Linked DNA regions of Sus scrofa: regions 1, 3 and 4 are each linked to region 2. Evidence: chromatin contacts called from public HiChIP or PLAC-seq data. All regions are on one chromosome and are shown on one strand. The core of a region is the stretch at or near the end of the contact, and the rest is flanking DNA. Distances in the headings are between cores, read along the strand shown.

Evidence for each region. HiChIP or PLAC-seq counts read pairs in DNA pulled down with a chosen protein or histone mark.
Region 1: a contact with region 2 is called in an H3K27ac HiChIP or PLAC-seq map of alveolar macrophages. The contact joins the promoter of GNB2 here to the promoter of LOC100515824 in region 2. A contact is called at or near these places in 1 of 5 promoter capture datasets (fetal skeletal muscle), 3 of 47 Hi-C or Micro-C datasets (embryonic fibroblasts, fetal skeletal muscle and heart right ventricle) and 2 of 2 datasets of contacts at active chromatin or transcription factors (alveolar macrophages and skeletal muscle).
Region 3: a contact with region 2 is called in an H3K27ac HiChIP or PLAC-seq map of alveolar macrophages. The contact joins the promoter of LOC110259879 here to the promoter of LOC100515824 in region 2. A contact is called at or near these places in 2 of 5 promoter capture datasets (fetal liver and liver), 24 of 47 Hi-C or Micro-C datasets (alveolar macrophages, blood, brain and 14 more) and 2 of 2 datasets of contacts at active chromatin or transcription factors (alveolar macrophages and skeletal muscle).
Region 4: a contact with region 2 is called in an H3K27ac HiChIP or PLAC-seq map of alveolar macrophages. The contact joins the promoter of GIGYF1 here to the promoter of LOC100515824 in region 2. A contact is called at or near these places in 2 of 5 promoter capture datasets (fetal skeletal muscle and liver), 4 of 47 Hi-C or Micro-C datasets (alveolar macrophages, blood and fetal skeletal muscle) and 2 of 2 datasets of contacts at active chromatin or transcription factors (alveolar macrophages and skeletal muscle).

The regions. Positions count from the first base shown.
Region 1 is chr3:8,577,367-8,580,604 of Sscrofa11.1, reverse strand. GNB2 (guanine nucleotide-binding protein G(I)/G(S)/G(T) subunit beta-2) reads right to left here and starts at 1,568. Exons shown (of 10, transcript XM_003480989.3): 1 at 1,403-1,568.
Region 2 is chr3:8,492,638-8,495,967 of Sscrofa11.1, reverse strand. It overlaps LOC100515824 (insulin receptor substrate 1-like), which reads right to left and starts at 1,432. Exons shown (of 2, transcript XM_013995453.2): 1 at 732-1,432; 2 at 1-542. The coding sequence starts at 1,137. It overlaps LOC106509647 (a long non-coding RNA gene), which reads left to right and starts at 806. Exons shown (of 7, transcript XR_002342293.1): 1 at 806-1,708; 2 at 2,030-2,209.
Region 3 is chr3:8,389,565-8,392,608 of Sscrofa11.1, reverse strand. LOC110259879 reads left to right here and starts at 1,741. Exons shown (of 2, transcript XM_021086226.1): 1 at 1,741-2,266. The coding sequence starts at 1,916. It overlaps LOC100514038 (TSC22 domain family protein 4), which reads left to right. Exons shown (of 6, transcript XM_013995454.2): 6 at 1,202-1,664. The coding sequence ends at 1,435.
Region 4 is chr3:8,598,596-8,601,654 of Sscrofa11.1, reverse strand. It overlaps GIGYF1 (GRB10-interacting GYF protein 1), which reads left to right and starts at 1,529. Exons shown (of 27, transcript XM_021086242.1): 1 at 1,529-1,675. LOC110260076 (branchpoint-bridging protein-like) reads left to right here. Exons shown (of 3, transcript XM_021087974.1): 2 at 1,206-1,675; 3 at 1,729-2,029. The coding sequence ends at 2,029.

The DNA.
Region 1 (3,238 bases), core at 319-2,818, 85 kb before region 2:
GTGCCTGCAGGAAGCCCGTGGGAGCCGCTCTCGAGTAATTAGGTCTCCGAAGAGAGGTCCCGGGCCCCGAGCGCGGAGCTGCTCTCTCCCAGGCGCCGGAGAGCGGGCTGGCGAGCGGACGGCCTCAGGCGGCCCGGCCCCTGCACCCTCGGCTCCCCAGGAGCCCAGCCTGTGAGCTCCGCGCCGGGGCCCCAGGGGCCTGGCTGGCTCCGCTCCAGCGCCCGAAGTCCTACCCCCCCCCTCCTTTGGACACCTGTGTGATCTGGCCATGCACACTGCACTCTGCCAACCCAGGCGTCCCCCACCCTGCTCCCACTTCCCCCAGGCCCTGGGCGTTTCTCTTCCCCGCTGACATTTCCCCTCGCTCTGTTCAGCTTTCTACGCCAGAGCCTGGGGACGCCCTTCCAAAGTGGGGGGCAGAGACCCCCATCCCATTTCCCCAGCTCGGGACAAAGCCCCTCAATTCCAGCTGCCGGCAGCCCAGGCCGGGCGGCAGCGCCAGACGCCCCAGGCAGAAGGAAGCAGGCCAGGAGGAAGCCGCTGGGGGCGGGGGCAACGCTCCCAGCCCTCAATCCCTATCACCCTTCCGAGCCCCCTCGGCAACCCCAGATTCTGGGCATACAGCAATTGGGGTCCCAAGGAGAAATGGGGGTGCCACCGCCTCCGCAAGGCTGACGGGGCGAAGGGGAGGCAAGGGACAAGCGAGGGTCCCCGGATCTGGCAGGGGAAGGCGCGGGCCGGTGTGGCTCTTCGAAACGCAGTGGGCCTGGCTCTCCGGCCCCCACGACCTCCATTTTGCCCAAAAGAAAGCTCGGTGGGGGGTAGGGGCGACTGGGAGCTAAGCGTGAGGTTAGGACTGCTAAAGGGAATGAGGTGCCGAGGTCTCTGGTCTAGGGGGTAATGGGTCCAGAAAAGAACCTAAATCGAGGGTGGAGACAAGGGAAGGGTGGCCTCGCGGCCTTGCCTGCTTCTCTGAGGATTCTGGACTTTTGCAAGGCGAATGCCAGCGGCGGTGCGAAATGGGAGGACACGAGGGGTGCTACCCCGGGGGAGCTAAGAGGGTGGCAGTGGTGGGGAAAGGGGGCGGGACAGGGCCTAGAGGAAGCCCCGAATTTAGCCCCCCAACTTCTCAGGGAGCAAGAGGCAGGTGGGGGTGAGATGAGGTCTAGAGTCAGGCAAAAGGCCCCTGATGCTGCAGGGAGCGCGTGCGTTATTGGGGGCGAGGGTCCCCCAGTTCCCCTTCCGGGTTTGGGAGCGACGGGGCCATAAGAAGGGAGGGGATGTCTGGGGAGTTACGTCCGCTCCCGAGAGGCCAGACCGGGTAGACAGACGGAAGAGAGGTTCCCCCACGGGAATTTGGGGCTGGGAAGGGGATGAGGACTCCTTTTACCAGCGGAGGTACCTGTGGCGGTGGGACTCTGCGAAGGGTCGCTAAAGGAGAGCGGGAGGTCCTGTCTTCCTCCGCGGCGGAGGCGGCAGCGGCGGCGACGCGGATGGATTTTCTCAGTCACCCCAACTCAACCGTCCAGCGCTGCTCTCCCCAGAGCGGAGGGATCCCGCCCGCCAGTGACGCGGCCGTCGCCGCCGCGCCCAGGGCCCGGCTGGACGAGACCAACTACTTATCGGGGGGAGGCCGGGGGAAAAATAGCACTTAGGGGGCAAATATTGACCCCATAACATCAAAGATATTACTCTACATTATTTCTACGCAAAATGGGCTCAGAAAAATACTTTGCTTCCCGAAAAGGCACAAAACATCCCCTCTGGGACTGACATAGGTGGTACCGGCATAGGGGAGGGTGAAACCGCTCGCTGGTCACGTGACCTGCCCTCCCGGATTGGGCGGCTCCAGACTGGGAAGGGGAGCTCGACGCCCCAGTTCTCGCCTTGGCTCCGCCCTTTGTCTGTGAGACCACGCCCCTCCACAGGGGACAGGGTTGAGAGAGATCAGTGTTGATCACTGCTGGAGAGGCCAGCCGGCCTCAACGCGTAGCGAGGAGGAGCAGTGTTTCCGAAGGTGCCCGGGCGGGAAGCCATGGGGACCTGGGCGGCCCCTGGGAACTCAGGTATGCTGTGAGAACGGGTCTGCCCAGGCAGTGCCCCCGCGTTGCCCAGTGGCTTTTGCGGAACTCTTTATGTGGCGGCATGACACTCTAATAGCAACTCGTTTATTGAGCTTCATACTTATTTACTCCTCACAGTGCTATGAAGTTGAGTACTGGCTTTGTCCCCATTTTACAGTAGTGGAAACAGAGTCCTAGGGCTGCAGAGTTGGAATATGAACCAAGGCTGCTTTATCGACCTTATTGTGTGTATTAATATCTAGCCTCTTGATGAACCTCGCTCTGGACCATCTCCGCGAAGGGATGAGAATGTAAGTATAGGCCTCGGTTTCCACATCTATAAAATGAGAGTGTTGATAGCTACCTGCCCTGCAAGTCACCTTGGATTATTTTAAGATCCTGCGGATTGTGAAAATGTTTTGGAAAGTTCAAATCAATGAGTAACCTTCATTGAGTCCTCATGCGATTTAAAAGTATTAAAACATACACTTTTCATTTAGCCTCAGTTGAAGGCATTAAAAACAGTTTCCAAAGCACCAATTTTTAAAGAGAATAAGAAAAGTCACATTCTTAGTTAAGCACAAATTCCATTTATGGAGCACTCACCAATTCGATCATATATTAGCAGTAGGTAATAGGTGTCAATGAGAATTTGGAAGGGAGGGAGTTCCCATTGTGACTCAGCAGGTAATGACCCCAACTAGTATCCAGTATCCAACTAGTATCCAGTATCCAACTAGTGGCTTAAGGATCTGGCATTGCGGTGACCTATGGTGCAGTTTGCAGCCTGGTTTTGGATCCTGCATTCCTTTTTTTGTTGTTGTTTTTTGTTTTGTCTTTTTGCTATTTCTTGGGCCGTTCCCACGGCATATGGAGGTTCCCAGGCTAGGGGTCGAATCGGAGCCATAGTCACCGGCCTACGCCAGAGCCACAACAACCTGGGATCCGAGCCGCGTCTGCAACCTACACCACAACTCACGGCAACGTCGGATCGTTAACCCACTGAGCAAGGGCAGGGATCGAACCCGCAACCTCATGGTTCCTAGTCGGATTCGTTAACCACTGCGTCACGACGGGAACTTCTGGATCCTGCATTTCTGTGGCTGTGGCATAGGCCAGCAGCTGCAGCTCCTATTCAACCCCTAGCCTGGGAACATCCATATGCTGCAGGCGCA
Region 2 (3,330 bases), core at 183-2,682:
CAGCGTCTTAGGGGTTGCTTGCTCGCTCCTCTCACTAGGGCACCCCAGACGGTTCAGGCTGCCTGACTGAGCCGCAGAGGCTGGGGTCTCAGAGGGTCTGGGGGCCCTCGTCGGGGGCTTTCTTGGCAGTGGCTCAGTCCTGCCACTAGCACCAGTGTCCCCGATTCGCTTCATGGCGGCCAGGACAGTCTCGTGAATGCTTTGGGCCATCACAGCATCGGGCGCCTGTAGCCACAGCTCCCCGGGACCTGTGGGTGCTGAGCGCCCGAGCTCCAGGAAGAAGAAAGAGTCTGCGTGACCACAGCGGCGCACGCTGAGCAGGGACAGGCGCAGGGCTGGGGGCGGAGGTGCCTGGGTGGCCCTGGAGCTTCTGCCCCTGGGCTTCCGCAGCAGGCTCAGTACCCCGGAACCCAGGCACAAGCAGTAGCCGCCGCTGCCCAGGCCTCGTGTCTGCCCCAGCCCCTTGGGCCGCAGCGTCACGGGCCAGATGTCCTGAAACGGAGCGAGCATCCAGGCCTCGGGGTCCTCGTGGGAGCTGGGCCCTGGAGAGACAACAGGCGGGTCACAGAGCTTCTGGGCCGGGAGCTTGGAGTCAGTGTGCCCCGGGGACTGACAACGCGTAAACGCTTCATTTTGGATTGGATTTCGGAGACCTGGGGGAGGGACAGCCTACGGATAAGCCAAATCCACGATCACCCCCCCCACCCTCCCACCCTGGGCTTGGGCCTCACCGGCGGCGGCGCGCGCCTCAAGCAGGGCGCTGTACCACGCCTGCTGCTCCGCCTCGCTGGCCGCCGCCACGCCCAGGCTGCGGTCGGCGGTGAAGAGGAAGATCAGGTGGCGCTGGCGCGCGTCCACGCGCTTGCTGATGGTGCACGCGCCCGTCAGGCTCACGCTGAGCTTGGGAGCCGCTCGGCCGGCGTGGAACTTCTTCTCGCTCTCGTAACACTCGAGGCGCGGCGGGTCCGCGCGGAGCACGAAGAAGCGGCGGTGCTGGGACTTGTGCTTCCGAAGGTGGCCGCAGAGCCGCACGTCAGCCGGGCAGGCCCAGGGCGACAGCGGACCCAGGGCCACGTCGGCCGACTCAGACTCCGGGGCCGTCGTGGGGCTGCCGCCGCCGCCGCCTCTGGGCTTCATCCTGGGCCAAAGGCGACCAAGTGGCCGGAGCAGGAGCGGAGACGGCTGGGAAGAGGCTCGCCGAGGTGGGGTTCTAGAGGTAGCGGTCCCGGGGGAGGGGGCAGCGTCCTGACAGGCTGCCACTGCCTTAATGCCCGGCGTCTCTCTCCCCCGCTCCCGACTTGAAGTTTGGGGCAGGGGGTCTGCAGTGGCCCCTCGCTGCGCGCAGCGTGTGACCCAGTGACTGCTCGACGGCCTGAGACACCCGAGGCTCCGCCGGGCTCGGAGCCTCAACCCAGTGGCCTCCCGCCGCCTCCTCTCCCCTCCCTCCCAACGCCGACTGCGCCCAAGTCCCCACCCCCGCGAGGTTAACCCTCACGCGCCCCGGAGCTGGACTCCGCGCGGTGGGCGTGGAGTTTGAGTTGCCGAGTGCGGGAGAGGCGGCCTCGGCCTGGGCTGGTGCCGGGGCGGGGAGGTGTTGGGGGCGTCTCTTCTGACCCGACCTGAGCGCGGAGAAAGCTGTGAGGTGAAGAGAGTGTGCGTGGAGCTACGTCCGTGGTGACCGCTGGCGGCCTCGTCCGCAGTCCTGGAGGTAAGGGGGCTGCTAAGCCGGCTGCCTTTACAGCGGGACCCCCTTCCGGCTCTAGGCCGCCAGCACCCGTGTCCCCTGCCTCCCCGGTCCCGCTCAGAATGGTTCTGTTCTCTTCCTTTCCAAGTAATCCTAGGAGCCAGGGCCGCCGAGCACTGGGCTAAGTTGACCTCGGTGGAGCTGGAGGTTCAGGTTCTCTGCAGGGTTGGGGTGACAGGAGGTGTCTTCATGGGGGTACCCTTTGCCCCCTTGCATCCCAAGAAGTTTGAAATGGGGTTGGGATTCAGGCACTTTTACATCCATTTCTTTTTTCCCCTTTTTCAGCCACACCTGCCACCTATGAAGGTTCCTGGGACAGGAATCAAATCCGAGCCTCAGCTGCGACCCGTGCCATAGCAGGAACGCCCTACACCCGCCTCTGATCCTTCCAAGGACCACCTGCTGACGGCGGGGGCCATGGCGCTGGTCAGTGTACACTCTGCAAGACAAACCACGGGTTGACAGGTGGGCCTTAGAGGACCTTATGATATCCCTGTCCTGGCAAGCAGGATACCTGAAGGGCCCTGGGGGAGCTGAGGGTTGGGGAGGGGAAGGGGGCAGCTGTGGCCCCAGTTAAAGATGGTATTTGGGGGAGGAGTGCCTTCAGGTGAGGAAGGAGCTGTAACAGGAGTACTGAAGCAAGGCCATCTGGTTCGTTTTCATAGACTAGTTCAAGGGTCAGGAAAGCCCAAGCAGGGCTGGCGGGGCTTCCCACCCAGGCCTTGGAGGAAGGAGCTGGGATACCAGAGGAGCCAATGGTTTAGTGGACAGGGAGGCTGGCATCCTCGAACATCCTTTACAGGTCATGTTGCAAGCATGATGCAGGGCACTGCCTGGCATTGTGAGGATGGGCATCTGGCCAGCAGGCAGGTGGTACCCAGTGCCTACTCCAGGTGCCTCTCAGGTCAGCCAGCGCCTCTCTAAGGTGCGGGAGAGGTGCTGGCAGCTCACGTGGTACATGGGGGGGCCTGTGGCAGCCTCCACCATCAATAGGTGTTGGCCAGGGAGAGGCAGATATGTCATAGATCCTTAAGCTGACACCAGGACATAAGTATGTCCCCGGCCATCGCCTCCAGTGTAGCCTTGACATATGCACCATGTGCGAAGTGGCAGGAACACAAAAGACATCTGCTGGCCCCTCCCTTTCCTAGTCTTGGTGCTGCCCTAAGGAGCAGGGCACCCATGGAGCCCACGTGCCTGCTGTGCTCCTGGCTGGAGCCTTCCTCCCCAGGCTTGATTTGAAGCTACCCACAGGAGGGCTCTTCACAGCCACTCCTTCCTGCTCCCATCATCCAGTCCCCCTTGCAGCAGTCCAGTGCTTGTGAAATCACAGCCACTGTCACAGAGACCAGCCTAGACCGCCTCGCGTCTTTGACTCTCTAAGTGCTGGGTACATATAAAGCAGGAAGCAGCAGGGATCCCAGTGCCTGGGTCCTGGGCGGGTGGTCGAGTGGGTTGGTAATCAGTGCCAGGTGATTTAGCTTGCTGGGTACCAGGAAGAGCCTGGAGCCCAACAACTGACCTCATCAGTTGCCCTGGCAACAGTATTGCCCTTGGCTCTACCCAGACAAGATTTATTTTAGCCT
Region 3 (3,044 bases), core at 492-2,991, 100 kb after region 2:
CGACCTACACCACAGCTCACGGCAATGCCGGATCCTTACCCACTGATCAAGGCCAAAGATCAAACCCGCAACCTCATGGTTCTGAGTCGGATTTGTTTCCTCTGTGCCACGACAGGCACTCCAATAATAATTTTTTAAAAGTTCACCTGACCGCCCTGTAGAGGGAGGTCAGAAAGGGCCAAGAGGAGAGAGGCAGGAAGATCCACTGAGGGTTGTGGTCCAGGCTAAGAGGGAAGGATGTTCTGGATGGGGGGAGAGGCACTGGGAAGTACAAGTTAAGAGACTGGAGTGGTATTTAGGAGGTAGAATTGTTGTACCAGGTGGTTGGATGTGGTGAGGGGAGAGGGAGAGACGGAAGTACAAGCAGGCTGGAGCCATTTGCTCGGAGCGGAGCAGGCTTAGGGGAGAAAGTGATGAGTTTAGGGAAATGCGGCAGGATGAGTGAAGATGTTGGAAGGACATGTGCAGGGAGATGTCTAGGAGGCAGTGGGATATACAGGCCTGGAGGCCAGGAGAGAGCTCTGGGTTGGAGACAGAGGTCAAGGTGTCATTCTGTCCTTCATTTTAATACACTCCTCATGAAATCCTAGTGGGGACTCAAAGGTTCGTCAGACATGGTCCTTGCCTTCCAGGAGCTTGTATGCTGGTATTGAAAACAGATGAGTCTAGAGAACAAATAGCATATAAAATGTATAATATGCTGGTATTGAGAACAGATGAGTCTATAAAACAAATAGCATATAAAACAAATGGGGAGTTTCCATTGTGGCTCAGCAGGTTAAGAACCTGACACAGTGTCTGTGAGGATGCAGGTTCCATTCCTGGCCTTCCTCAGTGGGTTAAGGATCTGGCATTGCCACAAGCTGCGGCGTAGTTTTGCACATGTGGCTCAGATCAGGTGTTGCTGTGTCTGTACCGTAGGCCAGCAGCTGCAGCTCTGATTCAGCCCTTAGCCTGGGAACTTCCTTATGCTGTAGGTGCGGCCCTAATAAGAAAAAGACAAAAAAGAAAAACCTGATATGGACAAACACAAGAGCAGAGACAACCCGAGAAGGCCTCCTGGAGGAGGCAGTGCCCAAGCTAAGGCCTGACAGAGGAGGTGGAATTAGACAAGGCTTTGCTGTTTATCTGCAGGTGGTCCCACCAGCAGTTTCTCCCTAGACTGTGCTATTCACTTGCGCTCATCTTCTCTTTTTCACAGTCATCTGTGAGTTCTACCTCAGTTGCCTCCCAAATGAAGACTCGTTCCCCTTTGGAGTCTCGAGAGGCTGAGATGCTTCGGGAAGTGTACCTGGTGCTGTGGGCCATTCGGAAACAACTGCGGCAGCTGGCCCGCAGGCAGGAGAGGCGGCGTCGGCGCCACATCCGGGCCCACACCTGCCCCCAAACTGACCCAGTTCAGAGCCTGAAACAGGATGCCCGGAGTCCCCTCTAAGGTGGGAACCCCACATCCTCAGCCCTCACCTCACTCTTAGGTAAGGTTGATAGGAGAGGTTGGGGCAGCAGGCCACGGGTTGTGAGTGAGGAGAAGTTTTCATACTGTCACCTCTTATCAGGACCCCAAGGCCTGGCCTGGGGTCACACATATTCCCCTTCATTCCTTTTATTCAATTTGTAAAAAATTATCAAACTGTTGGGAAATAAATATCAGATATTTCTGAGTAGATGTAGAAGCGTGTTTGTGGTTGACCAGAGGCAAAGAGGGGAACTTGAGTGGGACAGGGAGAGTCACCTGAGAACAGGGAGGGTGGGGGGGCGCGGGGTTGGGCCCACAAGCCTTTTAGGAGCTGATTGCCTTTGGCAACTCTGCCCGGCCAGTAGCAATAGCTTCGGCGCCCATCCATCGAGGACACGCTGGGTACCAGATGCGGAGCCCACGCTCTCCCTGGAAATCCCACAAGTGAGACTGCTGCAGATGTTATGGGACTTGTCCAAGACCCCACAGCGAATGACACCTCGCAGGAAACTCCGCCTCCGCAGCCCACGGCCCTGCCTCTCTGGCGCTCCCCGGCTCGGCCAGGGCGAGGGTCAGTGCCCTGCGCCTGGGGTCGGCGGACAAACAGCGGGCCGTCTAGCCACGCCCCCACTGAGAGCTGCGGAAAACTACACTTCCCAGGGTTCCCCGCGGCGACGTGGCGCTGCCGGGGGCAGAGGGCCCGGGCTGGGGGCGGGGCCGCCGGGGTCGCAGTCGGAAGACTCGGGAGGGTGTCCGCCTGACGCCGCGGGAGCGAAGGCCGGGCGGGAGGCCTTGGCCTTCCGGAGGGAGGTAGAGGGGAAGGGGACAACACAAGGGAAGACCGAGGAGCCGCAAGTTCCCTCTACGGCTTAGCTCACCCGCTTACCCAGGCCACGCGGAGGCGCAGAGGTGGTTCGCCAAGGAAAAGCGTGGATATTTCGCCAGACGGCAAAATTCTGGGATGTCAGAGTTACAGGGCTTGGAGGTGGGGGAGAGCAAAGGTTGGCAGCAGGTCCCGAGCCTAGAGGGCAGCAGAGGCCCCGGGACCGAGGGAGGGACTGCTGTGTCGCTGGGTCTTGGTCCGGGAGAGGTCGGCCCTGAGGAGCAGGTGGTGGGCGTGAGCAAGGCTGGGGGCCAGAGAGGAACAGCAGGGACGGTTTGCAGATTCCCAGCACCCAGTTCACTAGAAGAGTCAGCAAATTCTCCTGCCGCCATCTCCCTCATCCGCAACTCTGGCAGGGTTGGGCTCCATTGCTGGGAATCTGGGTGGCCTCTCCCAAAAGACCGGAGTAGCAGTGGGCTACCCAGCCCTATGCCCTGCAGCTCTGCTACCCTGATCCTGTTAGCTGTGCACGGTGCCCCAACATTTACAGTCCTGGTAATATCGCTCACACTTATCAAACACCCACCGTGACTATTCTTATATCTTGTTCTAAGTAACTCTCACAATAGCTTTATGATGAAGTCTTATCACTTCCATTTTTTCGCGAGGAAAATTGAGGGACAGAACGGGGTATGTTTAAGGTCATGTAGCTTTTCATTCGTCCTATGAATGAGTCTGGCTCCCACAGGACATATTACAGGTACA
Region 4 (3,059 bases), core at 280-2,779, 110 kb before region 2:
CCCCACCCCCTTACCATTTCTGCACCATAATTTACAACCTCACATTTGTTAATTAACAATTAAAACATGCTAAGATCTTATTCCTTCAGAAGATAGGCGGCTGTTATCTTTAACCGCCCAGGACACAATCTACGAAAGTTAAAAAAACAAAAGCTTTCAAGCAAGAAAAACCATCTGTCATAAACTTAAAAACTCTATTCCAGGTAAAGAACTTGACCCAAGATTGGATTATGTTGATCTGTTTTCATATAGGATTAACAATCTGAACATCATGGACCCAGAAGCCCCTACTAGCTAACAAGTACAGAGTGCTTGCTCTGTGCCAAGCACTGTGTTAAGTGCTTTACCTACCATGCAATCCAGAGACTCAGAGATTAGTAGAGGTGCCCAAGGCCACAGACAGGAATGGATGGAACCAGTACACAAGTCCTCGCTTTAAACAACTGCTTTCTGCAGTCTGTGAGCAAGCAGCTGCACTGACAACAGAGGCGGGAATCCTGACTGCAAGAAAAATCAAGTGAATTGAAAAAAAGCAGACACTAAAGCTGCAAGTGCATAGAAGCCTGGGGTTTACTCGGTGCAAGAACAAAGGCTCTTCCTGGTAGCTCTGGAGTTGTGTGCCCCGTTTTGGCACAACACAGGGGACTCAAGCTCCAGGTCTGAATTTACCTCTCCCTGTCACGAGAATTATATTGTTTTTGGTATCGGTTGTGTTAGAAAGCCTGGAAGTAGGGCATACAGTCTGAGGTAACTTCCAAAGAAAATGGTGAAAATACACACCAAACTCTTTTATCCTAAAAAGTTCAAAAAGAATCAGAAAACTCATTTTTGAAAAGCTTTTTCAACAAAGGAAGTGTCAATTTACTTCTCATATTTGCATAGTACTTTTCACTCTTTTCAAAGCCTTTTGCATTCATTTCTTTTCATTCTTTGAGCACCCCGGGAAGGGCATGGAATGGGGGCCTGGGAAGGGAGGAGAGCTTCAATATCTAACTATAAAACAGAAACTGAGGCCAGAAAGCGTCAAGTCCAACGCCCTCGACGTCTAGGTGGCTAGTTGGCAGGGGAGCCAGATAGAAAGTCCAGGTCTCACCAGCCAGTGCTGCCTCGAATTGTTTCTAAGTCATTAGGTTCCCCGTTATTTCATATGTCCCAGATGTCTGATGAACACACCGCTGGGTTGTATGTGTTCCCCTTCAATCCAGGCGGGCTTCCCGGAGGAAGCCAACCCCCGGGGGGGCCGGCGATGGTCGCGCATCACGTGCAGGGGGGGGTCCCCGGGCAGCCCCAGGGACACCCCCGGCCCGCAGCAGGCAGTGTCACGTGAGGAACCGGGCTCCGGGGTCACGTGCCGGGGGGGGTTCGGGGGCGGCGGGCGTCCGGGCCCCGCCCGCTGGGCACGCGGGGAGCGGGCCAGGCCTTACGGGTCGCAGCGGGCCGGAGCCGCGGAGGGGGGCGGGGGCGGTGGCGGCGGCGGGGGCGGAGGGGGCGGCCCCGCGGCCCCGCGTCCGCGTCACGTGGTGCGAGGCGGGCAGCCATCTTGCTACAAACACAAACAGAGAGGAGCGGCCGCCGCGGGAGCGCCAGCGCCCCCTCCCCCGCCGCCGCCGCCCCCCGGCCCGCCGCGCGTCGCCAACGCCCCGGGACCGGAGCCTCGCGCAGCCCGCCAGCCGCGGTAAGCGCTCGGCGGCCCCGCGGACCCCGGCTGGCGGCCGGGCCGCGGCCAAGGCCCGCCCCCGACGCCGAGGCGGCCGCGCCGAGCCTGCGAGAGGCTGAGCGGGAGCGCGGGCCGCCGGCACGGACCCTCCCCCGCCTCCTCCCGAGGCCGCCGCCCCCGGGTGCGCCCGCCCTCCGGCCCTCCCCGCCGGACCCTCCCCCCGCGCGGGCCGGGCCCCCCGCGCCGCCCCGGGAGAGGCCGGCTCGCTCCCGGGGGGCGGCCGCCCGCGCCCCACGCACCTGGCGCCCCCTCCCTGAAGGGCACGCCGTCCTCCCCGGCCGGGCCGCCTCCTTCCCACCCCCGCGCTCCTAACGGTCGTCCTCCTGCCCCTCGGAAGCTCGGCCCGGGCTCCCCACCTCCCCCCGCCCGCAGTCTCCGCCCGGGGGCCCCGGACCCTAATGCCCGGTGCTGCCCGGAGATTGCCCCCAACGTGCCTCTGGCTTCTTATCGAAATTAGCTGGGCCCTGCAGGTCTTGAAGTCCAAGCGTTCCATGACTTTGGCTAACGTGGAAGCCTTTTTTCTTAACCAAAGCACCTCGGCTGGGTCTTCGCTTAAATTTCCTTTCAGCAAGCGACGTTAGTGCTTGGTCATTGGGGTCTCCTTCCTCCTGGCTGCCTGGGCTTGTGAAACACCTTAGTCTTTCCTGTTAGCAGGCTGGGCCCTTCCCAGCACATCTCCCCTGATCCAGCAGCTCTCCAGCCACAGCCCCTCACACTTTGCCTTTTTATTTTGTTCCCTTCAAGTTCACTTCAAAAAGATCCTCATCGCTCATATCTTACGCAGTCATTACTGTAATTTCCAGTAAACTTCCAGGTCTGGTCCATCGTAGGGCCCGGCCTGACCCTGAGAGGTAGATGCCCAACTAGTACTTGTTGGCCGGCTCTTTCCTCCATCCACCCAGTCTCCTGTCTTGCTTCTCATTGCTGCTTTTCCAAAGATCAGCCTTTACAATCTCTCTGCCCCTGAGAGCTGATGTGCACTTGCAATTTAGCCCTGCCCTTTGGCCTTGCACCTGAAACACCATCAGTACCAACAGGCTGGTCCCTTTTGCTGCTCTCAGGGTGAGTTTTCTCTCTGGCTCCTTCAAGTATACCGTTCCTTGTGCACTGCTGCAGTCCGAGCCACTCACCCTTACTCCCGCCTCCGTTTTTTCTAGGTGGTGTGTCATTGGGCAGAGTTGGGGCAGATCTGGGCTTTGTGTTGCTACCATGGCCTGGGGTCCAGGGACCTTGAGGGTCCCATATGGCGATTACAGTCAAATGAGTTGTGTTCTAAGACTCTTGGCCTGGTTTTCTCAGCCAATGGATGTGTCAGTATTGTGTGTGGTTTGGTGGATTAAAG